2 separate regions of the Zea mays genome follow, and region 1 is linked to region 2. Evidence: chromatin contacts called from public Hi-C data. All regions are on one chromosome and are shown on one strand. The core of a region is the stretch at or near the end of the contact, and the rest is flanking DNA. Distances in the headings are between cores, read along the strand shown. Region 1 holds the start of LOC100191264. Region 2 holds the start of LOC100272638.

Evidence for each region. A called contact is a pair of places that touch in the nucleus more often than the background predicts.
Region 1: a Hi-C map of ear shows a contact between it and region 2, with 1.7 times the contacts expected there. The contact joins the promoter of LOC100191264 here to the promoter of LOC100272638 in region 2. A contact is called at or near these places in 3 of 25 Hi-C or Micro-C datasets (ear, leaf and tassel).

Annotation. Positions count from the first base shown.
Region 1 is chr2:185,516,474-185,523,205 of Zm-B73-REFERENCE-NAM-5.0, forward strand. LOC100191264 reads right to left here and starts at 2,193. Exons shown (of 1, transcript NM_001136698.1): 1 at 909-2,193. The coding sequence starts at 1,371. The coding sequence ends at 1,000.
Region 2 is chr2:185,114,480-185,121,831 of Zm-B73-REFERENCE-NAM-5.0, forward strand. LOC100272638 reads left to right here and starts at 2,687. Exons shown (of 7, transcript NM_001353541.1): 1 at 2,687-2,772; 2 at 2,845-3,090; 3 at 3,190-3,245; 4 at 3,326-3,404; 5 at 3,477-3,615; 6 at 3,711-3,824; 7 at 3,926-4,703. The coding sequence starts at 2,900. The coding sequence ends at 4,117. LOC109944586 reads right to left here and starts at 962. Exons shown (of 1, transcript XM_020549358.1): 1 at 350-962. The coding sequence starts at 955. The coding sequence ends at 416.

The sequences.
Region 1 (6,732 bases), core at 943-3,442, 400 kb after region 2:
AATGACATGCCATCTCTTAAGAAATTTGTATATGAGATGTTGTCCTCAAGTAATGTGTTTGTCTAGTGCTGTCTACCAGACAAGATTGAAGGAACTGGTCATAAAATCTTGTGATGCACTATCATCACAAAGAGAGTTGCAAGGCCTTGTCTCCCTTAGTGAGCTTATGGTTACAAGATGCTTAGAGTTGGAATTGCTGCATGATATGGATTCCTTTTATGCACTTGGGATTCTGATTATCGAGGATTGTCGTCTTCTTAGTTCACTACCAAAGAGCGATCTTCTTGTATCACTTAGAACTTTTGTATTGAATGGATGTCATCAAGCATTAGAGGAGCAATTTCAGAAGGGGAAGGTCTAGACAGGAAGAAGATTGCTTCACTTCTAGGATGCATGCGCTCTGAACATAATACAAAAGATGTGTGTGTCTGGTATTCACTCGGTAAGGTTTACTCCTAGTATAGTTGGTGTCAGCTGTGCTTATTTTCGATTGTTGTGGCATACCCCTATATACATCAAGTTTTTTAAAAATACTGGGCTGATTTAGACGTAAATTACTTACTCCCTGTACATTGTTTCTGTATATTGAGGCAGATTTCAGTTTAGAAACTAAATAAGATTTTTCTGTAAATTCAGAAAATTTTCAAACATTTTTGAAGTTCTAAAATATAGAAAGGTCTCATGAATTTCTATAGAAACATAGATTTAGCATAGCAAGTGTAAAACTACAAATCCTGACACACCAACATAGCTCATTCTATTTATGCGGTATATTCTAGAAGATTAATAGTTGGTTTGTTGTTTTCTAAAAATAATAATCTACATACCTCTCAATTCTTTAAAAAATGCAATTAAGTGGAAATTTCTTTCTGGAACGAATGAATATTCCTCTCCAACCTACCAATTATATGTGCCATCATTTTCTATTAAGACACGCCATTTCCATACAAAATGCGAAGTGCAAGCATGTTCCTGTATCCTTTTTGTTGGTCTACAATTCTACTTGTACTCATCTCTCCACTTTCCAACACATACCCGAGGACTTGTTCCATGAATCGAAGGAAAATACACACAAAGTAGTGGACAAAGATACACAACTTTGGTTAGCCAAACAAACCTGTACCCACAATAGCACTTCACACATCCTAGGTCACGAACGGCCCCCTGAGAGCAACCCATGAGGCCACGAGGACGACAGTCGGTGGCAGCGAGGTAAACCAATAAGGACAAAGGAAGATGGATTTGGGGAAAATGTAGGCGAAGGGCTCCAAAAGCGCGAGATGGGGATGCAGAGGAGGAGGGAGGAGGTAATAAAGTGTAGGAACATACAGCCGCTCTGTCCGTAGAGATGAGATTCGCGATGACGTCCATGTCCCGGCCCCAGCTACGTCATGCGATCGCTGTGGAGACGTGCGCCCGCACGCTCGGCGAGCACAAGGCTTGGCAAGCTCACTCGTGACGTCCTCAAATCCTCTTCAGTCTTCACCAGCAACTGCACGCGGGGCCGCTCAGAAGCTGGGGCCACCCAGCAGCGGTAGATCCGTATCCACGGGAGAAAGCGAGGCTGGTTGGAGCGCATGATGATGCCGGTCGTTGAACCCGACGTCGTCATGAGTGGAGGGGAGGGCCGCGTGGAAGATGGGACCAGCCCAGTGCCCCAGTAGAGGTAGATTTATGTCCACAGGAGGAAGCGCGGCTGGGTGGAGCGCAGGCTACTGCCGGTCGTCGAACGCACCGTCGCTGTCAGTTGACGATGGTCGTGGCAGGCGCCAATGCCGCCGACAGCTAGCAAACGCCTCCGCCGCCGCCGCGAAGCAACGCCCCAATCCATATCCCGTGGCAACTGGATGTGGGGCCACGACGAGGCCTAGGCCAAGATAGAAGTGCCTCCCCGCTAAAGGAGCCCGATGGCGTCATATTCCTCCCGACGATGTACTACACTTTCGGCAGAGGTGGCAAGCGAGGCGAGAGTGAAGAGAAGTCGGCCACGGAGGTCGCCGTCGGGTGAACAGGTAGAGGGGTTGCTGGCGGAGCTCGACCGGGGGCGGGGGAAGCGGGGGAGAGGAGGACTGATTCTTGGAGACGCCACGACGAGGAAAGCTGGTGGAGCCGGCCTGGCACGGACGACGGCGAGGACGCAGGCTCGACGGCGAGATCGAGGAGGCAGGGACGCGATAGGAGAGGGAGGGCGTGGGAGGGAGGGAAGAGAACATTGGGAGGGACACAGAACTGCTCAGCGTTTGCAGCATCATTGGATGAAAGACTCGCGTCCGTGCCTCTGGAGCGGTGTCAACGTGTCGATCCGCGATGGGCGAATGTCCCGTGAAGTGCGGACGTCGCTTCAAATGGGGTCATGTTTTAATAACTCTGATAAGATATGTGAACCTAGGATCACGTTTTAGAGCATGTACAGTGCAGAGACACCAAAACGGTTCTCCAAGCACAAGAGACAACTAAGAGACTCTATTGTACAATGGAGTGTCTCTAAACGTAGTCTATTAATAAATACAGAATTAAATGTATTTGTATAGCATCAGATCGATAGAACAGACGACAAATTCGTACAGTGGGAAGTGAGGCGTCTGTTGTTACTTGGTTTACGAGCCAGAGGCGTCTCTTCACGGAGAGACGTCTCTAAGATTTTTTTGCAAATAACCCCCTAAAACACATTAAGAGCCCCCACATTAAACACCACTGTACATGCCCTTAGGTCGGAAAAGGGCGCGTCACGCGTCGTCTCTGCTACTGTCATCGAACGCCACAATGACAGAAACCAGAATGACGGGGAATCAGAACGGCCATGAACCAACAAGCATATCTGCGGTGTGTAGACACTGTTGCGGGCCTAAGCCGAAGTAGTATATAGCACGCCAGCATGAACCAGACCACGGTGACCTCAATAACTCGCTATTAGCCTGCAGTTTCAGTCCTGACTACAAATTCAAATCAGAAAAAAAAAACATTCTGACTACAAATGGGACCTAGCTTACGCTGATGGGCTTACATGGAGAAAAGGGCCCATGATCCTGCCCCAGCTTCATACAGACACTGTGGTCCATTTCTTGCCTAAGATTGAATCCCGCATAATGGTCGTGAGTCACGTTGGGCCCAGACACAAGGCCGTGAGCAGTTCGATTATTTTTTCTAAAAAAAAAATAAATGTGACAGAACACACTATAATATAATGCTGAGTATTATATGAAATCATCACACGACTTTAATTTTATCTTATGTTCTTTGTTATAAAACTATGCCTTCCACTTACGACGTCGGCCGAGTTGGCTAAAGTCGGAAAGACACATCAAAAGGGAACTAGTACCTTATAATGACATGACAAAGTGAAGAGACAGACGGTCTTTGTTTATTTTGCCTCCAATGATGGCACAGCTGGAGGTGTGTGTGTGCTGCATGCAAATACATTCAATCTAGAATGTAAATAAAAAAGATTAATCTAGATGTTTTTTTGGCGTACCTCTAGCTAGCTTTAAAGATTTCTCTAGCTAAAACGGCGGCTTAAATCTAAAAAAACTTTGAAGGATATTACAAGTTAGTGGCAGCACAAAATGCAACAGAGCCAGGATATCAGATACCAACATAAATTTTGAATATTATGATTTAGAATCTGGCAGAATTGCGGTAAGCCGGTAAGGTGAGTTCTAACGGCGGAGCCTAACAACCGCTGGCTTGGCGTGGCCGGTGCTCGATATCGATTCGAGTGGTGGAAACGGCGCATGATAGTTTTGGTTGGTCGGTTGGGCTGTCTATCAGTCACAGCGGACAACAGCAGCTACGATGGGAATGGGATCGGGTCGGTCGGTACTGACTGGTGTTGGGACAAGCAATGTCATTGACTAATAGCGGTCGATAGCAAGTGTCAATTGGTGACATGGCACCATAGGATTGGTCTATGCTATTTCATCCATTTAAAAAAATTCAAAAAAATAAAAATAAAAATCCTAAATCCATTATATAAATAGAGGAAGCTGGGTTCATTCGCACTCATTTATATCCAATTGATAATCCCTTTCCTAACTTGCATGTGGGGAAGGTCAACGGCTATCCACGGAGTTACCCCACCAGGAGCTTAGCCCTTACGTTGGCATCCTTATTATGTAAAAAATTTGTCGACGACTCTGATATTTTTATCGAGATATCAAAAAATGTGAAAACTTCCCTTAGTCTTTGTTGTAGCCTCTCATAAGGATGCCAACGTAAGGGCCAAACTCTTGGTCGGGTATGGATAGCCACGTGAACGCTATGGGGGAGATTTTTCTCCCATCCCCGTCCTTATCGGGAAATTTATCTCTACGGGGAATCCGTCCTCGTTAAGAATACAATAATTAGAGACAAATTCAAACTAACTATATCAAATCAATATAAATTGAACAAACAAGATTTAAAATTACAAGAGATATATACTTTAGAGTTTAGTTTTTTATAATAGGCTATGTATTGAGTTTTAGTATATTTTTAGCATACCAATGAACTAATTTAGATAAAAAGAAGTTTGTGGGGGCGATACATGTGGGGATAGGAATGGTTCCCCATCTCCGTCCCCATGAACCTGGCCCCAATTTCGATCCCAGTTTGGATTAATTTACCCTCATCCTCGTCCCCTATAGATGAATTCCCTGTGTACAATCGGGTATCAAGTCTCCATTGCGATAGTTTATCAAAACCGTAGTTGCACGTAGATAATTTATTTATTACATTTATCTTGACTAGCTAAAGAATAGATGTCTTAGTTAAAAAAACATATTGTCTAATTCATCTCCTCCTATGTGTCAAGTGTCTTAACAATAACAATTTCTCTATGTACCGTTTTAGCACAAATTTACATAAAATCAATTCTACAAGCCACATAACTTTGTTGTTTTCAACATCACCTTTGAAAAACAAATTCAAACAAAACCTACTCAGAACTTCTCTACATATGGGAATGGGATCGGGTCGGTCGGTACTGACTGGTGTTGGGACAAGCAATGTCATTGACTAATAGCGGTCGATAGCAAGTGTCAATTGGTGACATGGCACCATAGGATTGGTCTATGCTATTTCATCCATTTAAAAAAATTCAAAAAAAATAAAAATAAAAATCCTAAATCCATTATATAAATAGAGGAAGCTGGGTTCATTCGCACTCATTTATATCCAATTGATAATCCCTTTCCTAACTTGCATGTGGGGAAGGTCAAGGGCTATCCACAGAGTTACCCCACTAGGAGCTTAGCCCTTACGTTGGCATCCTTATTATGTAAAAAAATTGTCAACAACTCTGATATTTTTATCGAGATATCAAAAAAATGTGAAAACTTCCTTTAGTCTTTGTTTTGTTGTAGCCTCTCATAAGAATGCCAATGTAAGGGCCAAACTCTTGGTCGGGTATGGATAGCCACGTGAACGCTATGGGGGAGATTTTTCTCCCATCATCGTCCTCATCGGGAAATTTATCTCTACGGGGGATCCGTCCTCGTTAAGAATACAATAATTAGAGACAAATTCAAACTAACTATATCAAATCAATATAAATTGAACAAACAAGATTTAAAATTACAAGAGACATATACTTTAAAGTTTAGTTTTTTATAATAGGCTATGTATTGAGTTTTAGTATATTTTTAGCATACCGATGAACTAATTTAGATAAAAAGAAGTTTGTGGGGGCGGTACATGTGGGGATGGGAATGGTTCCCCATCTCCGTCCCCGTGAACTCGACCCCAATTTCGATCCCAGTTTGGATTAATTTGCCCTCATCCTCGTCCCCTATAGATGAATTCTCGTAGAATCGGGTATCAAGTCTCCATTGTGATAGTTTATCAAAACTGTAGTTGCACGTAGATAATTTATTTATTACATTTATCTTGACTAGCTAAAGAATAGATGTCTTAGTTAAAAAACATATTGTCTAATTCATCTCCTCCTATGTGTCAAGTGTCTTAACAATAACAATTTCTCTACGTAACTTTTTAGCACAAATTTACATAAAATCAATTCTACAAGCCACATAACTTTGTTGTTTTCAACATCACCTTTTGAAAAACAAATTCAAACAAAACCTACTCAGAACTCCTGTACATATCTTGCCTTTGATGTACTTGGTAGTTGTTAATAGTAATTCACAAACAAAATGAATAGGTTAATATGTAAAAAAGAAATTGGTGAAGTAATGAAACAATGCTTAGATTATCTCCAGCAACTTAGTCATAGGCATACCCATATTCAAACTCCACTATAAGAATAGTGCAGTCTACATGCACAACAGTATTTTAGGTGATCTTATGGGTGAACTGCTCGATTGGGGCTTACATGTTCATTTGTGAAAGGGAGAAGGGGAAGGTGGGGTTGGTTGGCCCCACCATGCTCGGAGCAAATGCTTGTGAACTGTGACATTGGAATTTGAACCTTAGCATCTCCAATAGTTATGCAAAATTAGCACCCTAAATTATAGATTTAGAAAGTTACTAGAATACTTTAAGGAGTAAAAAAGTGTTTGGTCTCCAACAGTTCTCTATTTATTAATTACTAATTTCTAAAGTTGTCAGTCAAGCTGACGACCAGACTGCCGAAAATAAAGTTATATTAACAGCAGCTCGACTCCTTCTCTCTTCTCTCTTTCTCTCCTCACGCCGACGCTCTGTCTCTCGCTCCCGCGCTGCTGCCTCTGCCCACCGCACCACCCGCCGCCGCTTCTGCCCCGCCGCCGCCGGCCGCGCGCGGCCCGCCCTTGCCCA
Region 2 (7,352 bases), core at 1,437-3,936:
ATTGGTCCTGACATTGGACACATCAACATTTGAACATGTTTTTTTATGTTTATATAGTACCAGTACTAGTATCATTTGGAACTGATCCTAAACAGAACATGTGTTTAGGACGCCGTAGCAGGTACACTTACGCTGGGTAGAAGAGGTAGGTGAACATGAATTGCAGGTACGTCTCCACGAATTCACGCTTGTACCACCTCAGCCTCATCCAGTTCATGATCAGCGGCTGCACACACACCACCAACAACAACAATTCTCAAAGGGGCAGTCCAAAATAATGAACTCGCAAACCATGCATGAGGATCGGAGCCAAGCCAAGTAATAAGCTCACGCACAGGAGCGACGAGGAAGTAGAAGAAGGCGAACACCGCGATCGGCGGCAGGATCGCTAGGAGGTCGATGTCCTCCTCCCCGGTCACCGCCAGCGCCGCCGGCGCCTCAACCTAGGTACATTATACAGCATTTGCGATATCACACGTTCGATTCCGGCCGGCAGCATTATCAAACCAAGCTGCAGGGCCGGGCAGTGATGGACACTCCTGTACGTACAGCTGCCCAGACGGCGCCGCACCGTAGCACCGTTGCCAGCCTCTGCAGCTGCGAGCTCTGCTGCACCGACGCCGCTGGCTGCGCGTTCGTCGTCTCGTCCAAGAAGCAAACGGGAAACAGAACAAAGAGCATGGACGATCAGACACCGCGGCGCGGCAGGAATTGTAGGCGAGATCGATATGGGTGAGGTGGCCGGCAATGGCAACGAAACCAATGCAAGATTATTGGTAGCTATATGTGTATCGATCTTGTCATGGAGGTGGAGGTGGCAGAGGAGCCTGAACTTGGCGCTGCTGGAGCTGGCCGAATGCTGCCGTGGCGAGGCCGCGAAGGTCGCTTGCCGCTTGGGTAGCTGCTGCGGGCAGGGAGGCGGGGAGAGGAGGCGCCATGAGGCGACGGTGTCCATCGCCGGACACGCGGAGGCGGCGAAGGCTTCCGGCTTCCCTGTGGTATGCTTTTGGTTTGCACGGCAGCCGTGGCGCGTGCCTTATCGTATCTGAATAGACGGCGGTTTGGGGTCATGTGGCACTCAAGAATTTGGCCTCCCTGGACCGTTGGATAGGGATCCAATACATGCACGAAGCTGAGCAGCGCAAACTTAGTCGTAATTTACTTACGTTGGATCGTGGAAAATAAGAGATTTTGCTCCGTAGAATGACAGTGCAGCTTGAAATATTGGATGAGATGGATAGGAGAGCGGCTGGGATATAGCCACAGAGTACCTACCTACACAGTAATTCTGACAAGTTCCCACGGCTACAGGACTAAGGCCCTGTTTGGTTCCTTTAGTCATTAGACTAAATTTTAGTGACTAAAGTTTAGTCGCTAAAGTACCATGTTTGGTTCCAGTGACTAAACCGGACTAAAGAGCATTAATTGTTGTGAATAATGACTGTTTTACCCCTATTAATTAATGGATGTTTGCTATAAGAAGGAAGTGGAAAGAGCAAATAAAGTAAAAATACTACTTTAGTATCTTTTAGTCACCCCTTGGTGACTAAAGAACTAAAGTTTAGTCACTTCACTTTAGTCACCATATTTAGGCCTCGTTTGGTTATGGGTGACTAAAGTTTAGTGACTAAATTTTAGTCACTTTTAGTCCCTAAAGAAGCAAACATGATGACTAAAATAGAGTTACTAAACTTTAGTTCTTTAGTCACCAAGGGGTGACTAAAAGGGACTAAAGTAGTATTTTTACCTTATTTGCCCTCTCAACTTTCTTCTTATAGTAAACATCCATTAATCAATAGGGGTAAAACAGTAATTATTCACAACAATTAATGCTCTTTAGTCCGGTTTAGTCACTCGAACCAACACAGGGTACTTTAGCGACTAAACTTTAGTCACTAAAATTAGTCTAGTGACTAAAAGAACCAAACAGGGCCTTACTTATTTAGGGAATAAAAGTGACTAAACTTTAGTCACTAAACTTTAGTCACCCTAAACCAAACGGGGCATAATTCTGATAGATGGTCTGACAAAGGCGCTCATGTGAATTGAAATGAAACACGCATCACTGACGGAAGTGTGCGGAGCAAGAGCGCGTGGTGAGAGCAGAGCTCGGAGCAGCGCAAAGTTGCAGACACACAGATCCTACTACTACTACTGTATGTACCACGCCAAGCCAAGCAACCTTTTTTTGTTGACATGCCTTGCCAAGCGACCTGCGAGCCGTGCTCCTCGAGCGTGGAGGCAGGCGTCGGTCGGTCAGAGTCAGACGGCTCATGCGAGGAGCAGATAGCCTGGCACTCTGCCGTCGCAACAATTACCGATGGGAGGGCCCAAGCGTGACCTGACAGCTCCAGGTTTGCCGGCCTGCAGGCGCATGCAACGCTGCACTGCACACTCCGCACTTCCGTTACTTCCACCCACCCTTTGGGCCCGCTACTTAACGGGCCGACAAAGCTAGCCTGTCGCACAATTGCGGCCATGAGCCTGGCACCCATGCACCGCCCCGCCCCGCCCCCACACCCCGGCGGGCGAGAATATTCGGGCGGACGTCCTGCGTGCGAAGGGAAGATCCCCTCGGAATCGGCATCCTGCGCTCCCATGTCTTGGCGTCTCCCGGCGCCGGGCGCGACGCTCACGCCAATGACTATTTATCCGCCCTCCTTGCGATCGGACAGCCAGGCAGCGACGACGACCGCGACCGGTGGGCGGCGGAGGCAAGCTGGGTGGGTTTCTACTTCTACTACTACTACCACACGCGCGCGCGATCTCGCGGTGCGTGTCTTCCTCCCTAGCATAGCAATAGCCCATTGTTTAGTGTACTTAGTTTGACAGGTCTCAAGCTAGAGCACAGGTGGTTTCATCAGCTCACACACAGAGAACAGGATCAGGATCAGGACAGATGGGAGCCGAGAACGGTAGCAACAACCCTTCGTCGACCGTCTTGGATGGCCTCTACGGGGTGCAGCTCGGCCGTCCATCGGATCCGGCACAGACCGACGGTGGGGCGTCGTCGTCACCAGCAGCTTGTGAACACCACCACAAGCGTGGCCGTGGTGGTACAGCACAGGCACAGCAGAGGTTGCAGATCCGGTGAGCGCAAAAATCTGCAGTAGCTAACCTAACCACGCATACACAAGTCCACCCTTCTTAGCTTTGGTGATCTGATGCAATGCCTTCTTGTGACCGCAGAAGGCTATGGCAGCACAGACCGTCTTGCTTCAAGCCCATCCACTGCACCATTACGTGTACGGTAACCACTTGCCATGCATATAATCTCGGGCTTCCAGTAGTAATAAAAGCGTATTATTCGATCTGTTTTGAGCAGGTGACAAGCATGCTGGCGAGACTGTCGCGAACGTCGTCACCTCGCTGCCCTTCATCGTTCTTGGACTGCAGGCTCCAAGGCAACATATATGCTTTGTTTGCTTGCGTGCTCACAGCGCGAGGAGTCTACTAAGTAACGCGCGATGCTGCAGGAAGAACCTGAACGCCGCTATCTACGCCAACTCCCTGGTCGGGATGGGAGTAGCGTCGAGCCTGTACCATTCTTCCAGAGGAGGAATCCGGAGGCTCCTGCGTTGGGCCGACTACACTATGATTGCCACCACAACTCTGGTAGGTCGTCGGCATCGAGGATAGCTACTAGTCGAGGGATTAATTCGCACGTCGTTCATGACAACAACAACTATGTATGTACGTGTTCCACGCAGTGTTTGTCGAGAGCAGTAGGCAACGAGAACCCAAGATTGCTCATGGCCGCTTCAGCGTTGCTCCTGCCGTTTCAGCCACTGGTGGTTTCGGCTGTCCACACTGGACTCATGGAGGCAAGTAATGTAATCCACATGTATATGTATCTTCTGTAGCTAGATTGACTGAAGACAACACAACACTAATTATTAACTATCCTAATGGACGCCGCCAGCAGGTTTCATTTGCGAGAAGAGCGTCGATGGAACCGGAGCTCAGGATGGCGCATAACCTGCACAAGGTGTCGTCTCTGCTGGGAGGTGCGCTGTTCATCGCCGACGACTGCTTCCCGGAGACTCCCTATATCCACGCCGCGTGGCATCTTGCTGCTGCCATCGGCGTTGGCACGTGCAACAAGCTTCTTGAATGACAACAGCCCGGCCTCCACTCATGCTGATATCAATGAGCAGTTGATTTCAGCACCTATCACGACCTACGCTACGTAGAATGCACACAGTATAGCAGCTTGTCGACATTTATAACAGAAAACACCATATGTCTATTATTTGATAGCCTAGGCTGAACTCCTTCGTCTGACACATGGTGTGGGAGGGAGTAACGTTTGAGACCATCTTACAGGCAATCTGAAGGTGGTGAAGATTTGTTAAAGACTGATCCATTTGCATCTATGTCAGTGCACTGAGGAAAATTGTCAAGACATCAACACCCGATGACCAAGTATTTGCAGTTCTACTTCAAGTATGGTGTGGATACAGTTTGCACATTCTTCATATAAAGGATTTTGGCTTTTGAGTCACGGATCAACCACTTGGGCCTGTGTTACCAACATGTAGGACTCATTCTGATTCACCCAGCTTCTTCGTGTTAAGTAACCCTAGTTAAGGTTATGTGGGCAAATACCGACTTTGCCCCTGAGGGGTCTCATATCTCTATATAAGGAACCTGTACACCCCTTCATAATACAGAGAAGAGAAAGAGGCCAGAGGCCCAACCCTATATCCAGTGTCTCGTGTGTTTCCTCTGTCGTGTTTATGGGAAGGGAGACGGGTTCTCTACATCTTCTCGCGCCTAATCTGCTGACGGGAGGGAAGGAAGCGGATCTGGTGATCCGTGGTAACGTAGTTCTCAATACGTTATCAGCACGCTCTACCTCGATCTTGCCGCGGGATCAGATCTGCATCAACTCTCCGTCAAGCTGGCAGGTCCCTGGCCTCGCCAAACTGTCCTACGCGACAGGCTTCGATTTACCATCTACGCAATCACACGGTACCATATATTGTTGTTAATGTGTTCGTCTGAAAAAAGCGAATCAGTGGTCGAATCCATATTGCCAATCACGAACACACACGATTGGTCTGTATCGCGTGATGCTGGTATGCATAACGCACAGGAACGTCGCGCCGCGCCGCGCCGGAGGTCGCACTCGTGCCTGAAGTCGCGCCTGTGCGTGCCAGCTCGCGTCGTCAGCCGCACCCATGTCGAAGGACACGCGCACGCGCCTGAAGCCGTGCCCGCGTCGAGGCCACATCGTAGCCGAAGGCACGCCCGCGCCATGCCGGAGCCTCGCCGGCCCGAGGGATCGAACATGACGGTCGGTCTCTACGCAGGGGCACGAGGATGCATGCCAGGCTACCAACACGCGACCCCCACTCTCTCCCTCGCACGGATAAAAGGGGAACTCGGTTAGAGTGGTGCCGATAATTGCGAACGGCTTTCAGTTGAAAAAAAGTGGCCGCATGCATGCAGGATGCAGCGCTATACGGTTTCCATGCATCCACAATGACCTGATAACTGCATGACTGGTTCTGAGGCCGCGCATGCATGCAGTCAAAGCAACCAGCCTTCCATAGCGCAGCGCAGACCGCACACCGCATGCAGTCTTGTGTGAAGCGCAGCAAAAAAAAAACGGATCTTGCAACCGGCTGCATGGACGAAGGAAAAAGAAAAAGCAATGCACGCTCCACTCTTTTTGCATGGTCGTCTTTTATTACCTGCTACTACGACATGGCCAGAGACATGCAAGATATGGTCATGTAGATCCATTTGCTACGCGGAGAGAGACGACACGATCAGTTAAAAAAAAGCAAAACAACTTCCATTTTTTATGTGGTTTTCTATATTTTACATGAATACATATCATATTTATTCTATTTATTTCCTGTGAAAATAACAAATAGAATAAAGCATGTTTTATGTTACAGCTTCTACCTCGATTAATTATTTTCTGTTGTAAATAATTAATAGAAAAAATGCATGCTTAAATATTGGAAAAATATTTTTACACCCGATGTGTTATGATTATGCATTAATATTGGTATTTATTTTTTTCTGCTTTATTTCCTGAAGTAAATAGTAGAAAATTATTAAATGCATGTGGAGTATATATTGTGTATACTTAAATCGCTCTAAATATTTGCTATGTGTTGAGCCTTCGGACTCACGTCGAGCGATTAAATTGTATAATGGGTACTCAGACACGCCGATCAGACTGCGTTGGTAATCGGCTGAGTTATGGCATTAGCTGAATATTGACTGCGCCCTGACAACACGACGCAATATTTGTGACGTTCGAACTTGGTTGCGTCATGTGATTGCTATGTCGTGCTCTCCATTAATCGGATCGCTCCCGTTGAGTCAGATCGCCATCGCTGAGTCGCGTATTTTTTGCATGCCCTATAGGCACTGTATGTCTGCCGCGAGCCACAATTGCGCCTGTTGCGCACGTTGCGTGGATTTATCGTGTACCCCAATTACCGATCTATAATTGTGCCTGTTGCGCTTATTACGAAGGCTTGCTATACTGTCGTAGCCCTGATGGCCGCACACGTGTTGACGCCAGATACGCTAGACCTTATACTCGCGTGGATTATGGTGGGTTGTTCAAGGTCCTGAAGTCACATTATGTGCAACCTTCGTAAACAATTTTGTTTTCGCTCTATATTTGGTTTGATTGTGTTGTGTGGCATCATATTTATATATCGCCAAGTGGCCATAACAACTATATCAAGCTCTATAGTGCTTGGAAATCTGGGAAATTAAATTGAAATAGAATTAAACACAGATAAGTTAATTTCTGCTCTCTCCTCATGCATAAAGTTTTACCCGAAGTTATATAATATAATGCATGAAAGCCTTTTTGGCATAAAAGATATCACAAATTGGGATTATATTAGTAAGCAAAAAGACCTTACCAAATGATTTAAGATCAGAAATCTCAGTCATACATTGCTCAACCAGATGCTAGCACATTGCTCTCTTTGTCGCTAAATGACATGAAGCAAACTATGAGATAAAAGGACATGTAACCGCCAGCAACACGAAGTTGCGAGTATACCGAGAGGTTATTCTGAGAAAATTTTCATACGTTGGTGTGAAAATCATAGTGTGTTCCTGTCGAACCATTTTACTCGTTCTATCAAGAACATCTATGCTTGTGTCGCATACATCTCTCAGAATTGTAAATACTTATAGTCACTGAATTGACTCGGGATAGTCCTTTGACAAGTTTGGTATACACTGTAAGCTAAATGGTAAAGGTCGGTCCTGAATGGACACATACCTGAGGTTTATGTAGCCGAACTACACTGAATTCCACCTTTTGGCATGCTTACCATTATCTACCTCCGATCTACCAGAAGTGAGAA